2 separate regions of the Mus musculus genome follow, and region 2 is linked to region 1. The links are chromatin contacts, called in public promoter capture Hi-C maps. All regions are on one chromosome and are shown on one strand. The core of a region is the stretch at or near the end of the contact, and the rest is flanking DNA. Distances in the headings are between cores, read along the strand shown.

Region 1 (7,186 bases), core at 3,316-5,815:
TGCCAGTGATCCTCCCTACAGACACAAACTCATCCTCTGCATGTTCTCACAGGCATTCTCACTGACCACTGAGCCATTTCTCTGACCCCCTTGGGTTTTTGTTTTTGTTTTTGTTTTTTTGAGACAGTCTCTCCGGTACCCTGGGGCTTGTGTTTATCAACTAGTAAGCTACAGGGATCTACCTGCCTTTAGCTCCCACACTAGGACTACAAACCTGGTCATTACAGGTTTTTTTTTTTTTCTTTCCTAAGGTTTATTTTTTCATATGTTTATTTTCCCTATATGTATGTATGTATACCATGTATGTGCTTGGTGCCTGAGACCAGAAAAGGATATCAGAGCCAGGTGAGGTGGTATAGACAGATCTCTGAGTTCAAGGCCAGCCTGGTCTACAGAGCAAGGATAGCCAGGGCTACAAAGAGAAACCCTGATTTCAAAGAACCAAAACAAAAAAACTCAGCAAAAAGAAGGTATCAGATCTCCCAGAACTGAAGTTACAGATGGTTATGAGCTGCCATGTCGGTGCTGGGTACTGAGCTCAGGACATCAACAGGAATAGTTAAGTACCCTTAACTGCTGAGCCATCTCTCTAGCCCTATAGGAGGTTTTCTATGTGGGTACCAGGAATCAAACTCAAGTCTTTATGCTTGCGGCAAACACTTACAGAGCCATCGTTTCTGCTTCCTTCTTACTTTATTACAATACTGAAATGGGGTTTTACTAAGTTGTACAGACTGGCCTTAAATTTACTTTATAGTTCAGACAGACCTTAAACTTATAATTCTTCTATCTCAGCCTTTGGGATAGGAAGGACTATAGGCCCATGACACTGGGCATGACTAAAAACTATTACAATTACTATTGAGACAGGGTCTATAATTAGAGCTTAGACTGAGCTTAGACTGGCCTGAACTCATGGTGATCCTTCTGCCTCTGCCTCCCAAAAACTTGTATTACAGGAGTAGGCTACTATGCCTGACTCCAAAAGTTTTGGGTTTTGGTTTTTCAAGACAGGGTTTCTCTGTGGAACATTTCTCTACAGACCAGACTGGCCTCAAACTCAAGAGATCTGCCTGCCTTTGCCTCTGGGATTAAAGGCAAGCACCACCATTACCCAGCTCCAAAAGTTATTGGACTGGAGAGATTGCTCAGTCATTACTGCTCTTCTAGAGGACCCAGGCACAATTCTCAGCACCCACATAGTAGCTTATAACTGTAACTATAGTTCTGGAGGAACCAAAACCCTCTTCCTACTTCTATGGATAGGTACTTGCATAAGGTATACAGATGTACATTCAGGTAAACCACCCATTAAAGTGAAAAATAAATAAATAAATAAATAAAGCAAGCAAATATCAAACTGGTTGTGATTGTACACATGTATAATCCTAGCACTTAGGTGGTTGAAGAAATAAGATCAAGAGTTAGATGTCAACCTGGATTACAACACAAGCTGGTGACCTGCCTAGACTATACAGGGACAGTCTGTCTCAAAAAACAAAACATCACTGGTAAAGGGCTCAGGGGATAAGGGTGCTACCACACTAACAAGACAATAAAGTTGTATCTCTAAAACCTATGGCAGGAGAAGTTGTCCTCTGACTTTGACACATTGTGACATGTGTATGCACAGGCTCGCACACACACATGCACAGCACTGGCACATCCACACACAGTAAAAATACATCAAATCCTACTCTGTTGCTTAAGCGGCTTTAATGGTTTGCTATTCAAAGGGAGTGGAATATTCTCCAGGAATCTAAATGTTTGAAAGATGTTTTATAAAGCTAGGGAGAACCTGAACTGGACTCTGGAGATAAGCGATGGAGGTAAAGTGACAGAAGTGACAGAATCCTGAACAAGGACAAAGGTCGAGACACTCAGCTGGCAAGAGGAACTGGGGAGCAAAATACATATGGAATGCTGAGCAAGCTATTCAGTCAGTGGGTGCTAAGGATAAAGCCTGGGGACATAGGCTGGGGCTGCAGGGCAGCAACTCTTTGGATGCTCATCAGGAAATCAGAGCTCATCTTATAATCCTGTTTCTTTCTCTTCTTTTCCTTTTTCTTGAGACAGGGTTTCTCTGTGTAGCCCTGGTGTCATAGAATTCAATTTGTAGACTATGGTGGCCTCAAACTCAGAGATCTGCTTGTCTCTGCAGCCTGTACCTGTGTAGACTTCTGATCAGTGTAGAATAACCACCATCTCTGATCTCTAGCTGTTAATAGTTTAAAAGTGCTAAATCAGCCCGCGCCTTTAATCCCAGCACTTGGGAGGCAGAGGCAGGTAGATCTCTGTGATTTCAAGGCCAGCCTGGTCTACAGAGTGAGTTCCAGGTCAGTCAGAGATATGGAAAGACACTGTCTGAAAAACAGAGAAAGAAGGGGCCAGGAGTGGGGAGGCTGACAGAGGAAAGGGAAAGGGAGGAGGGAGGGAGGGAGGGAGGGGGAGCTGGGCCAGGCAGCCTGCTAAGTGTACACCTAAAGTAAGGATGACAGTGACTCTTGAGTTTCCAGAACAGCCTATGATACACAAGGAGAACCATCCAAAATAACCTAGAGTGCTGAATAAGTGCTCAAGTTTACAAATGAATTATGCAAAGACAGAGACAGGACCCACTACTATAGTAATGGTCTTCAAGATGCAGTACTTAAAATACCCATCACAGAAATGATGCTATTGTCTTTGGATAACCGTTGAATCTAGCATGATGCTGTATTCATATTCATGAGCTAATAAAAGCATTATAAGAGTGAAAAGTTCTCCTGTATTTTTATTTTCTTGGGACAGCAGTCCTAAGATAGGCTTAGACCAAGGAGAAACTTTAATGGGCACTTGAACTCCCTAAGACTGTACACATTAGTCAATGCTGCCAACTTGATTAATAGTCTCCTTCTATATCACTAAGAAATCCAATACCCAAAATGAAGTAAGAGGATTAGAGTTTGCTATTTTAGCAGAAAAGAGCAAAAATGTAAGTAACCCTGTGGATCATTTAATCCCCCCAGCCCCCCCAAAGAAGCATTAGGAGCTGGTCGTGGGGCAATTCAGACTTTAGCATCTCTCTCCCTTAATAACTATCCAAGAAACTTATTTCACCAAGGCTAAAATTTTATTAGTCATTCAAAAGATGAAAGGGCAATGAAATGCATAAATACTACTCAAGTCCCCTCTCCTCACAACTTGCTGCCTCGGCCGGCTGCATTCAGCCCAGTCTCCCAAAGGTATCATCTCCAGCCCAGGGTGCTGGTTTCTCCCAAAATTAAACGTTCAGAGGAGGCATGATCCTAACAGACATTACGAGCACACCTCCTGCTTGGCCTCCTTAATCGTCTTTTGTGGGTTTCATATGACGACAACATACAAGACACCTGTGTGGCGAACCTAAGGGACCCTGGGTAAAAATGTGATTTACAGCAGCCAGGACCCTTTCTAGAGCTGCATACTCTTTTGGGGATTGCCAGCCCCGCCTCCATCTTGACTCTAAGCTTGACTCGCTGTTTTCATCAAGCATCAACAGCTTTCAGCTCTGCTTTTGTCTGCAGACAGGGTCTTGCTAGGTAGCTCTGCCTGGCCCGCCCGCAACCCATGGCAATCCTCCTCCTTCAGCCTAGTGCATGAGCTCCCATACCCTAGTTCAGTTTTTGTTTTTAATAGTCCCAACACTCCTACGTCTCCTAACGGACTGTCTCTTTAAGAGACAAAATTAATCAAATCATCATCATCCTTATCCTCCTAAACCACATACTCCAAGTCGAGCACCAAACAACTTATACCCCAAATAAAACTCTGCCACTGTGGACATTTAGCTAGGTTCTTCAAGAAGCAGTAAACAGTGAGCCCTGAAGAGCACGGAAGACGCCGAGGGATCTCGGTGATGCCAGGCAGAGGATCATAGCCCTACCAAAAGCACAGGGCCCCGATACCACCCTCCTTGGCTCAGAAGGCATTTTAGGCCTGTTTCGTCTCATCTTAGTCTCAAGCGGCCTGAAAATTTACTCGCAGGAGTATGAAATCTTAAGAGCGACGTAACGTTTATCGCTGATTTGGAGGAACGTTACGGCCGGGAGAACGAGCTGGCAGCAACCACGTCTCAGCACGCCGGCTCTCAGGCACCCAGGGATTCGGTCTGAAAGGCAGGTTTCCCGGTACCCCGCCGGCCGGTCCCAGGGCTCAGGGCTCTCCGACCTCCACCCGGGCTGCCCACCCAGCCTCCGTGTCAACATCTGGGAGGCTCGGCGGAAGGCCAACCAGGATGCTGGAATGATGTTCCAGTGATGCTCGCCCCAAGTCCCGACCCTACCTACGCGCGCCAGCAACAACCCCGCGCCCGCCGCCACCCTCGCCGTGGGTGTCGGGCGGGTCTTTTGGCCCGACTCCTGTCACTCACCGGCCCGACTCGGGCAGCGGGCGCCCAAGGCTCCCCACGGGAGCTGGGCCCCCCGGGCCTCCAGGTCTCGGCCCGCCCCCCTGGCAGGCGGCGCTGGTGGCTGAGCCCCGCAGCAGCGGCCCCTCACCGGCCGCTCGGTCCAGCTCCTGGCGCTGCCCACTGGGTACGGATCAACAACAAGATGGCGGCCAGCCGAGGGGGCGGGGGCCGGGCGTCATAGTAACCAAGGACAGCAAAGAACCCGCCCCTAACTGAGGTTATCTCCAATCAATAGCCTCTTCTTGGGACGCCTGAAGGAGTTCTTCGCGTTGATTCGTCAACTGTTCCGTCAGTCAGGGCGTGCCTCTCGTGCAGAATGCCTGGGGCACGTGACTGTGACGGCAGGAATTGACGCATGCGCGCCATTCTCAGGTTTGCTAGCAGTGGAGCTTTTAGCAGCGATGGGGGTGATGCTGGAGAGCCCTTCGTTTTCTCACCTGCGCAATCGTTTCGGTTTTGAGCTGGCAGCGTTTATCATCCTCTCGCACACACTTAGGGAATGTCATAGGTACGGTATTTGCTTTGTCCCCTGCCTCTGTGCTTGGGATCGTCCCTAGTTAACTGGTGAGGAAACTGAGGCGCAGAAAAGAGCCTGAGCCAAGGTCACACAGTCTTAGGAAGTGGTGGCGATGGGTCCTTCTACTCTTCTAGCTCCGGAGTTAGTGTTTTCTAAGCGTCTCCCAGCGTTGTCTCTCACCAGTCCCGAGGCACAGCCGTCTGTGCTACCTCTTCGATTTCGGCTTCCCCTTTCCCCGGCTTATTTTGCATAAGAATTCAATCTGCAACCAGCTCAAGTCTCAGCACATAGTGATCGCTCTTATTTGCCTCAGAGCACCGTTAAGTTCCTGTGACACAGTGTCTTTTTGCCCTTGGCTATCATGATCTATCTCCAAGGCAAACTATGAGTCCGAAAATGACCATCCCTTGTTCTCCATAAGTAGACACCTAACCCGGGGCTTTTGGCTTCAAGGTTAGGATACATCACAGCACCTGGTCCCACACCAAAACGCCCTAACTCTGAGAACTTTGAGCTTTAGCTTCTCTTTAGTTGCTCTGTCTATAAAATGAAGATGAACAAGAAACAGACTTAATAAGCTCTTAGAGTAAGCCAAGTACTCAGGAAAAAACACTTATAGCCGCTCAGGCTGCTGAAACTGAAGTCTCTAACACTCTTCTTTTGATAGACACCCCATTAAGAGAGATGGTTCAGTGGTTAAGAGTACTTGCTGTTCTCACAGAGAACCTGGGTTCTGTTCCTAGCACCCACATCACCCAGCTCAAAGCTTTATGGGGGGTCTAACACCCTCTTCATGGGCACCAGCACACATGTGGCATATATTCATACAGACACACATACATATAAAACTAATTTTTAGAGTTTTTCTTAGGCAGAGCATGGCAGTATACACCTTCAATCTCTTGAGGGGCAGAAGCAAGCCAATCTCTTGACTTTGAGGATAGCCTGGTCTACATAGTGTGTTCTAGGCCAGCCAGGGCTACATCATGAGACCCTGACTCTAAAATAATAAAGCCCAGGTCATTTTTCCCCTCACAGAGGGCATTCATATTCTTCCTGGACTTAGGGTGCCATAACTGCTCCAAAATGGAGATTATCCAATTTTCTGATAGGGTTTAGGCCCACAGAGCTGACAGGAGAGGAACGACTGAGATAACTTGAAAATAGCTGGGCCATGGTGGCTCACGCCTTTAGGCACAGCACTTGGGAGGCAGAGGCAGGTAGATCTCTGAGTTTGAGGCCAGCCTGGTCTACAGAGCAGGTTCTAGGACAGTCAGGGCTACACAGAGAAATCCTGCCTTGCAAAACGAGAGAGAGAGAGAGAGAGAGAGAGAGAGAGAGAGAGAGAGAACTTGAAGCTAATACGGTTAAGCATACCCTCTATTCAGACAATAGGATCTCTTGGAGATAAACATGACGCCAGGTTGAGCATGGTGTCAGCACTGCACACAGTAAAATCTGTTCTCCAGGCTGTCACAAAACCCCTGGCTATGTGCAACAACTTAGATTCACACAGGAAGAGCTAAGCAATAGAGACTCAGAGGAAACAGATACAAAGCCAGGGGCTCAGCATCAGAAAGAGGCTTTCAGTAATCCAGGAACCAGGAACAGCTAAGCACAGATTCTCTGCTCCTTCCCAACAAAACCTCTCCACACAGTTGGCAGGCTGTCAATGAGGGCTGCTGGGACCCTCAAAACCCAGCAATGTTGAGCGGCCGAGAGAGCCCCAAAATCTGCAGTATATTTTAAGAAAAGTAAAAGCTAGGCAAGATGACCCTCACCTGTCATCCCAGTGCTGGAGAGGGGAGGACAGGCAGATCCTGGGCTTCACCATCATCCAGCCTAGGCCACTCTGTGTAGCCTACACTATCTCAACGTAGGGAGGGGACATGATATCTGAGTTTGTACTCTGTGTGTACACAAATGTACCAGTGTCAAACCAGCCATGTGACTATAATCCCAGCACTCAGGAGACCAAGGCAAACATGCAAGCTCCAAAACAGCCCAAACTACAAAAGTAAACCATGTATTTAAAATAAAATTTTGCCTGGAATGGTGATGAACACCTTTAATCCCAGCACTTGGAAGGCAGAGGCAGGTAGACCTCTGTGAATTCAAGGCCTGGTCTACACAGTGAGTTCCAGGATAGTTCAAGGTTATGTAGAGAAACCTTGTCTCAATAATCATATTTTTAAAAAGTTTTAAAGCAAGTCTTACTGGGTATGGGTAGCACACGCCTT
Region 2 (7,186 bases), core at 1,222-3,721, 350 kb before region 1:
ATCCCAGCACTCAGGAGGCATAGACACTTGGATGTCTATGAGTTCCAGTCCAGCTTGGTCTACATAGGGAATTCCAGACCAGTCAAGGTTACCTAATATGACCACGTCTGAAAAAAAATGAACAAGGGACTGGAAAGATAATTCAGAGGTTAAGAGAGTCTTGTGCTCTGCCAAAGGACTCAAGTTTGGTTCCTAGCACCCATGTATGGTATGCACAACTCTAGCTCCAGGAAATCCAACAGCCTCTTCTATTCTGCATAGGCATCTGCATGCATAGCGTGTGCCATACATTCTCATATTCCTCTCCCTCCCCCCCCTCTCTCTCTGCCTGTCTCTTTCTCTCTCACACACAAGACACTGCGATCACTTATCTGTAATCCCAGCACACAGGAGGCAGATGCAGAAGAGTCTGCAAGTCTGTGGCCAGCCTGGCTACATCTCAAGTTCCAAACCAGTAGGGGCCACAGGGAGACCTTGTCTCAGAAACAAACAACCAAAACCATAAACGATTATTGAAAGAATTTTAAAACTAATTAACTTTGGAGATGGCGGGGGGGGGGGGGGAGGTGCACCCTCAGTATGTAGCCCAGGATAGCCTTGAACTAGAGAGATCCACCTGTGTATGCCTCCCAGAGGCTGGGATTAAAGTTGTGTGACACTATGCCTAGTTAGGATTTAATTTATTTCAGTTTTTCGAAACATGGTTTCTCTGTCTGTCCTGTCTGTAGACTGAGCTGGCCTCAAACTCTGAGATCCACCTGCCTCTGCCTCCCAAGCGCTGGGACTAAAGATGTGTGCCACCGCTCCTGGGCTGAGTTTTTCTTTTTAATTATGCTTTGGTTATGTGCCTGAGTTTGAGCATGACTCCCAGTGCCCACGGAGGTCAGGGGAGTTGCTATCCCTGGAGCTGGAGCTTGAGTTACAGATGGCAGGGAGGCACCAAACCCGAGTGCTGGGCCTCAGACTCAGGCACTGCAAGAATAATCTAAGTTCTCAGATGCTGAGCAGTCTCACCAGCCCATGAGCAATCATTTCAAATGGACTCTTTCTACAAGTAAAACTATGTTACTAAGTTATTAATCACATTACCCACCACCATTTTTTTTTTTTTTTTGAGACAAGGCTTTTACTATGTCACTGAGGTTGGCCCTGAAATTTGGCAGCAATACTCCTCCAGGACTAAGACTACAGGCATGAGCATCCAGACCAACCTGAATATTCTTTCTGTGTCATCCCTTTGCAGAATTTCTAAAGTACCTCTCTCTATTTGTCTGGCCTTTCACTGGCTCAATTTAAACACCATAAACTACACCTAGACCACACCCCAAACACATAAGTTCTGTTCTCTTTTTCAGTCCTCATATTGGTCATAATCAATGAGAAACCTACCCTATTATTTGACTCCTACACAGCAGCACCACCCAGGCATTTCTCCCCGACTGGGGAGTACAATCCCTTCTAGTTAACAATCTCTTAAGAGGCCTCATATTTGAATCTGCTCTAGTAAACCTGGAACTTTTTTTTTGGGGGGGGGGTGCTGCTCACTGTATGAGACCAGCCCTGAACCTACAGCAATCCTACAGCCTCTGCTCCTGCAAACCAATAAAGCATATGCCAGCGTGCCTGGCAAAGTCTTGTAACTTTCGATCTTCTATTTTGCTCCAGGAGTCAAGCTCCCCTCCCTTCCCCTCCCCTCCCACTCTTACATCTAACTACTGCTACAATTGTCCCGGACCATCTGACAACTGGCTTCTAGTTTTTGGCTTTGAATCCTGTCCCACGGTTTACAAGTTACAAAGTATCACAGTTTACAAGTTACAAAGTATCCACTTCGGATCCTCTCTCCACGCCAGGAGCGTCCTAAGCCACAAATTGCTACCGAGGTTTTAATTGTTAAGGATCGGAGGTGTGTAAGGGGTGGAAACTTCCCCCACCAAGGTCACCATCAAGCGCCCAAGTCTTCGGTGGTTAAGTGCTTTCCCCCACCTTCCCGCTCCCGCCGACCCCAGCGCGCCCCCTTTTCTATATTCTACACCCCCTGTCCCCGCCGGTCCAAGACTACTGTGAATCCGAATGGACCGGGACAAACCCCACGCCTGTCAGCGCTGTCCCCCAGCTGATCCCGGGGTTTCTTTCATCAGCGGCCGCTGTCAAGCCACTCTTTCAGACTCCAGGCACCGCCCCCGGCCCGCCTCCACCTAAAACTGAGGACAGAGGTCCGGCCTGAGGGCCAGCGAGCCGGCTAGACGCTCTGCGCCGCAGGAGGGCAGGGCGGACGCTCACCACTGCGCCCCACGTTGGAGCGTGGTCCCCATCAAGGCTCCGAGCTCCGTCTTCTGGGTCTCCACATCCGGTCGCTCACGGCTGCCCCGGCCTTCCGCCATCTCGTCCGCCGCCCCGGCCCAGCCGGCCCGGACATCCGCCTAGCGCACGGCGTGCTATGGGCCGCGCCCACGCACGCACGTAACCACGCACGTGCGCGCGCCCGGCACCGCCGTCGACTTTCGCCTCTTCTCCCCGCCCCCACGCGCTGTTAACCCCCCCCCGCCCCCTCCGGAGCCGAAGCGGACAGAAGCAGGCTGGACGCCCAGAGGCGGCGGCCACATCCACCCGTGTCTGAGCGGCTCCTGCGATCTGACTGCTGGCCCGCCCTCGACCCATCAGTCACTCGCTCCATCCTGGCCTGTGAGGTTAGCCTGATGCTAAATCCGTGCAGGAGGAGCCTGCCGCTTGCTTTTCTTGTTTCCACTCGGTTCCATGCGGCTTTCAGCAAGACTGCCTAAATGCGAGATTGAATTTACTGCCTCGGCAGCCCCTGTAGCCAAGTGCACACGGACGCATTGAGATCTGGACTGTCCGGTGTGGTCCAGCCATTAATAGTTGTTTCAAACAAGGGCCGGCGCGATGGCTACGTGGGTGACAACTGGGTTTGATCCCCAGAACCCGTGTAAAAGTGGAAAAAGAAAACTGACTCTTTAAAGTTGTCCTTTGTTCTCGACACAGACACTGTGGCACGCGTTCGCCAAACAGGCACACAATAGTGAAATTTGTTGTTTGTTTGGGACAGGTTTCTTCTAGCTGCTGTCCTGGAGCTGTTTATGTAATCTAGGCTAGTCTCGAATTTAGGCCCATTTGCCCTTTTCTCCAGAGTGCTGGGATTAAAAGCATACATCACCACACCTGCAAAAAACAAAAATAAAGTCATAAATAGACGCAAAAAACAAAGTTGTCTTAAACAACTTTGTATCCTGTCAGCCATCCAGGTCAAGGAGAGAGTAGCAACCACCGAAGCCGACAGAGGTCCAGGCATCTTAATTTTTTCCTGAAACAATGATTCCGTTTTCTTCCGGGCGGTGATGGCACAGGCTTTTAACCCAGCACTCAGGAGGCAGAGGTAGGCAGATCTCTGAATTCGAAGCCAGCCTGGTCTACAGAGAGAATTTTAGGACAACCAAGGCTACAAGAAACCCTGTCTTGAGGAGAAGAAGAAGAAGAAGAAGAAGAAGGAGAAGGAGGAGAAGGAGGAGGAGAAGGAGGAGAAGAAGGAGGAGGAGGAGAAGAAGGAAAAGGAGAAGGAGAAGGAGAAAAGGAGAAGGAGGAGGAGGAGGAGGAGGAGGAGGAGGAGGAGGAGGAGGAGGAGGAGAAGGAGAAGGAGAAGGAGAAGGAGAAGGAGAAGGAGAAGGAGAAGAAGAAGAAGAAGAAGAAGAAGAAGAAGAAGAAGAAGAAGAAGAAGAAAAAGAAAAGATTGCAAGTCTTGAAAATCTTGCTCTGGAACAGGTTTAAAAGCATGGTAGAAAGCCATCTGTGGAGATGCCCGGGCAACTGGTGAGCTTTTGCTTTTCAGGCAAATCCTGTTTTGTTTCGGTTTTTTTTTTTTCGAGACAGGGTTTCTCTGTGTAGCCCTGGCTGTCCTGGAACTCACTCTGTAGACCAGACTGACCTTGAACTCAGAAATCCGCCTGCCTCTGCCTCCTGCTGTGGTTAAAGGTGTGCACCACCACACCTGGCACAAATCCTGTTCTTAACAGTAAGGCAAGTAAAACAGTTTCTTGGCGGATAGGAAAGCATGTCCTTCAAAAAACTAATACAAAACAAACGAACCCCCAATTCCCTCACCTTCCCAGTAGATTAAAAAAAAAAGATACATTTTATTTTATGTGTATGTGTGTGCGCCCTGCATAAATGTATGTGCACCACCTGTATGCAGGCACCCTCAGGCCAGAGAGCATTGTAACCCCGAGAGCAATGGTTCTCAACCTTCCTTATGCTGGGAGTCTTTAATACAGTTCCTCATGTTGTAGTGACCCCCCTACCAAATTATTTTGTTGCTACTTCACAGGTGTAATTTTGCCGGGCAGTGGTGGCACAGGCCTTTGATCCCAGCACTTGGGAGGCAGAGGCAGGTATATTTCTTTTTTTTTTTTTTTTTTTTTTTTTTTTGGTTTTTCGAGACAGAGTTTCTCTGTGTAGCCCTGGCTCTCCTGGAACTCACTTTGTAGACCAGGCTGGCCTCCAACTCAGAAATCTGCCTGCCTCTGCCTCCCGAGTGCTGGGATTAAAGGCATGAGCCACCATGCTGGGCTGGCAGGTGGATTTCTGAGTTGGAGGCCAGCCTGGTCTACAGAGTGAGTAACGGGACAGCTAGGGCTATACAGAGAAACCCTGTCTCGAAAAACCAAAAAAGAAAAAAAGAAAAGAAAAGCTTAAAAAGGAAAAAAAAAAAAATGGAAGACTTTGATTTAAGTAATGTTTGAGTATGGTCCTGAAGAAACAGTTGGGAGGAAGAAGCATAAATCAGAAGGAATGCAATTCATTGTCAGAGTGGGGATTAGGCCAAAGAGCTGAGCTTTGACTGTTGGGAAGGTTAAGGAGTCTACAGCTAGAGAGGAAGCAAGTGGGACCACTAGTTTAATGAAGGCAGTCATTAGAGATTGGGACAGAGGTGAGATGCCTGAGGGTGTCTTACAGCACAAAGAGGCACCGGGGACCTAGGTCAGTTAGGAACCAAATGACTGTAGCTTCAGGGGAAGACACAGATCTCGGCTGTCGTGGCAGAGGGGATCCATCCAGTGCAGGTGACATAGGTCACTTGAGAAGACTGTATGTTGGCTTTTTTGTTTGTTTGGTTTTGGTTTTTTAGCTAATTGACATAATTTTTTTTTAAATAGTTTTTTTTTTTTAATATTTATTTATTTATTATATGTAAGTACACTGTAGCTGTCCTCAGACACACCAGAAGAGGGAGTCAGATCTTGTTAGGGATGGTTGTGAGCCACCATGTGGTTGCTGGGATTCGAACTCTGGACCTTCGGAAGAGCAGTCGGGTGCTCTTACCCACTGAGCCATCTCACCAGCCCATAATTGACATAATTTGGTCTCTGTGGGACATCTGTGTTAAAGTGACAGCAGAGACACTGGGAGGAGTTAAAGGAGTACTTAAAATAGCCTTGAAGCTAAGCGTGCTACCCCACGTCAGTCCATGAGCCCACCCACCCTAGGGAAGTTGAGGCTGGGGGATCTCAAATTCCAGACCAGTGGCTGCATTGTAAGACCTTGAAAAAGAAAAAGAAAAAAAAAAAAAAAGATGGTGCCTCATCTGCTGCCAAGCTTGGTGACCTGGTCCATTGATCCATCCTGGGGATTCCTAAGGACTCTGACTCCGAAGAGAGTTGCCCTCTGACCTACACACACACACACACACACAAGGAATACATTTAAATGCAGTTTAAGGGGAGAAGCAGTGAGATGGTTCAGCAAGTAAAGGCACCTGCTACAAATCCAAGGACCTGAGCTTGACCCCCGAAGCCCACAAGCTGGAGAGAAACATCTACTTCTTGCCCTCTCACCTTCACACACTGTAACAGATGAACAAAATGTAACAACAGAATGAAAGAAAAGATAGACAGTGTAGCCTGTAATGTCTCTGTTGATGAACTGGAGGCAGGCGGGTCAGGAGTTAAAAGGTACACAGTAAGAAGGAGGCTTGTCTGAGTCATAGGAGAGCCTTTTTTTTTCTGAGACAGGGTTTCTCTGTGTATCCCTGGCTATCCTGGAACTCACTGTGTAGACCAGGCTGGCCTTGAACTCAGAAATCCACCTGCCTCTGCCTCCCAAGTGCTGAAATTAAAGGCATGCGACACCACTGCCCAGCTAGGAGGTAGGTCCATTCTTAACAAAAGAAAAGTATACAAATAAATAGACATACACCAACCCACCAAGAGACAATTCTGCACTCTATCTGGGAGGCCAACCTTGATAGTTTCTTGTATAAAAGCTCTCTGAGGGAGAGGAGCTGGCTAGGTGGCTCAGCAGATAAGAGCACTTGTTTTTTAGTATGACCTGGGTTTGATTCCCACCACCACTCATATGAAGGCTCACAACTGTGCATAACCACACTTCCAAGGGATCCAGATCTGACCTCCTTAGACACCAGGCCTGCTCATCCATTCAGGCAAAACACTCCTACCCATTAAAGAAAAGAAAAGAAAAGAAAAAAAAAATCTCATACACATAAAAATTAAATTTTTTTCCAAGACAATGTTTTTCTGTGTAGCCCTGGCTGTCCTGGTACTTGTTCTGTAGACCAGGCTGGCATGGAAATCAGAGTTACCTGCCCCTGCCTCCTGAATCCTGGGATTTAAAGTGTGTACAACCACAAGTGACAGTGGGTCCTCCTTAGTAATAAAACCACAGTGCTGTGAGAAGGCTAGAACTGGGCTGAGATGACGGATACTCAGAAAGCTAAAAGGACCCAAAGCTCAAGGCCAGACTGAGCTACAGAGTCCATTCAAGCCCCGCCTAAGCAATTAATAAGATCCTATCTCAAAAATAATCAGAAGACACAATTCACTGGTACAACACCAACCATGCTGCACGCCCTGGATTCAGTCCCCAGCCAGTTTCTATCCCTTCCTGCTGCATACACCTCTCTCTCTCTCTCACACACACACACACACACACACACACACCTCTCACACACCTCTCTCCCTCACACACACACATCTCTCTTTCTCACACACACACACACACACACACACACACACACACACACACATACATCTCTCACACACCTCTCTCCCTCCCTCACACACACACATACCTCTCTCTCTCTCTCTCTCTCTCTCTCTCTCTCTCTCTCTCACACACACACACACACACACACACACACACACACACACACAGAGGA

The links. Capture Hi-C pulls out chosen DNA fragments and counts their contacts.
Region 2: a contact with region 1 is called in a promoter capture Hi-C map of adipose tissue. The contact joins the promoter of Usp4 here to the promoter of Ip6k1 in region 1. A contact is called at or near these places in 2 of 39 promoter capture datasets (erythroid cells and pre-B cells), 5 of 115 datasets of contacts at active chromatin or transcription factors (effector CD8 T cells, memory CD8 T cells, microglia and 2 more) and 1 of 9 other capture datasets (adipose tissue).

The regions. Positions count from the first base shown.
Region 1 is chr9:108,000,027-108,007,212 of GRCm38.p6, reverse strand. Ip6k1 (inositol hexaphosphate kinase 1) reads right to left here and starts at 4,565. Exons shown (of 6, transcript NM_013785.2): 1 at 4,391-4,565. 4930535L15Rik (RIKEN cDNA 4930535L15 gene) reads left to right here and starts at 4,794. Exons shown (of 4, transcript NR_166685.1): 1 at 4,794-4,937.
Region 2 is chr9:108,343,116-108,350,301 of GRCm38.p6, reverse strand. Usp4 (ubiquitin specific peptidase 4 (proto-oncogene)) reads right to left here and starts at 2,471. Exons shown (of 22, transcript NM_011678.2): 1 at 2,284-2,471. The coding sequence starts at 2,384.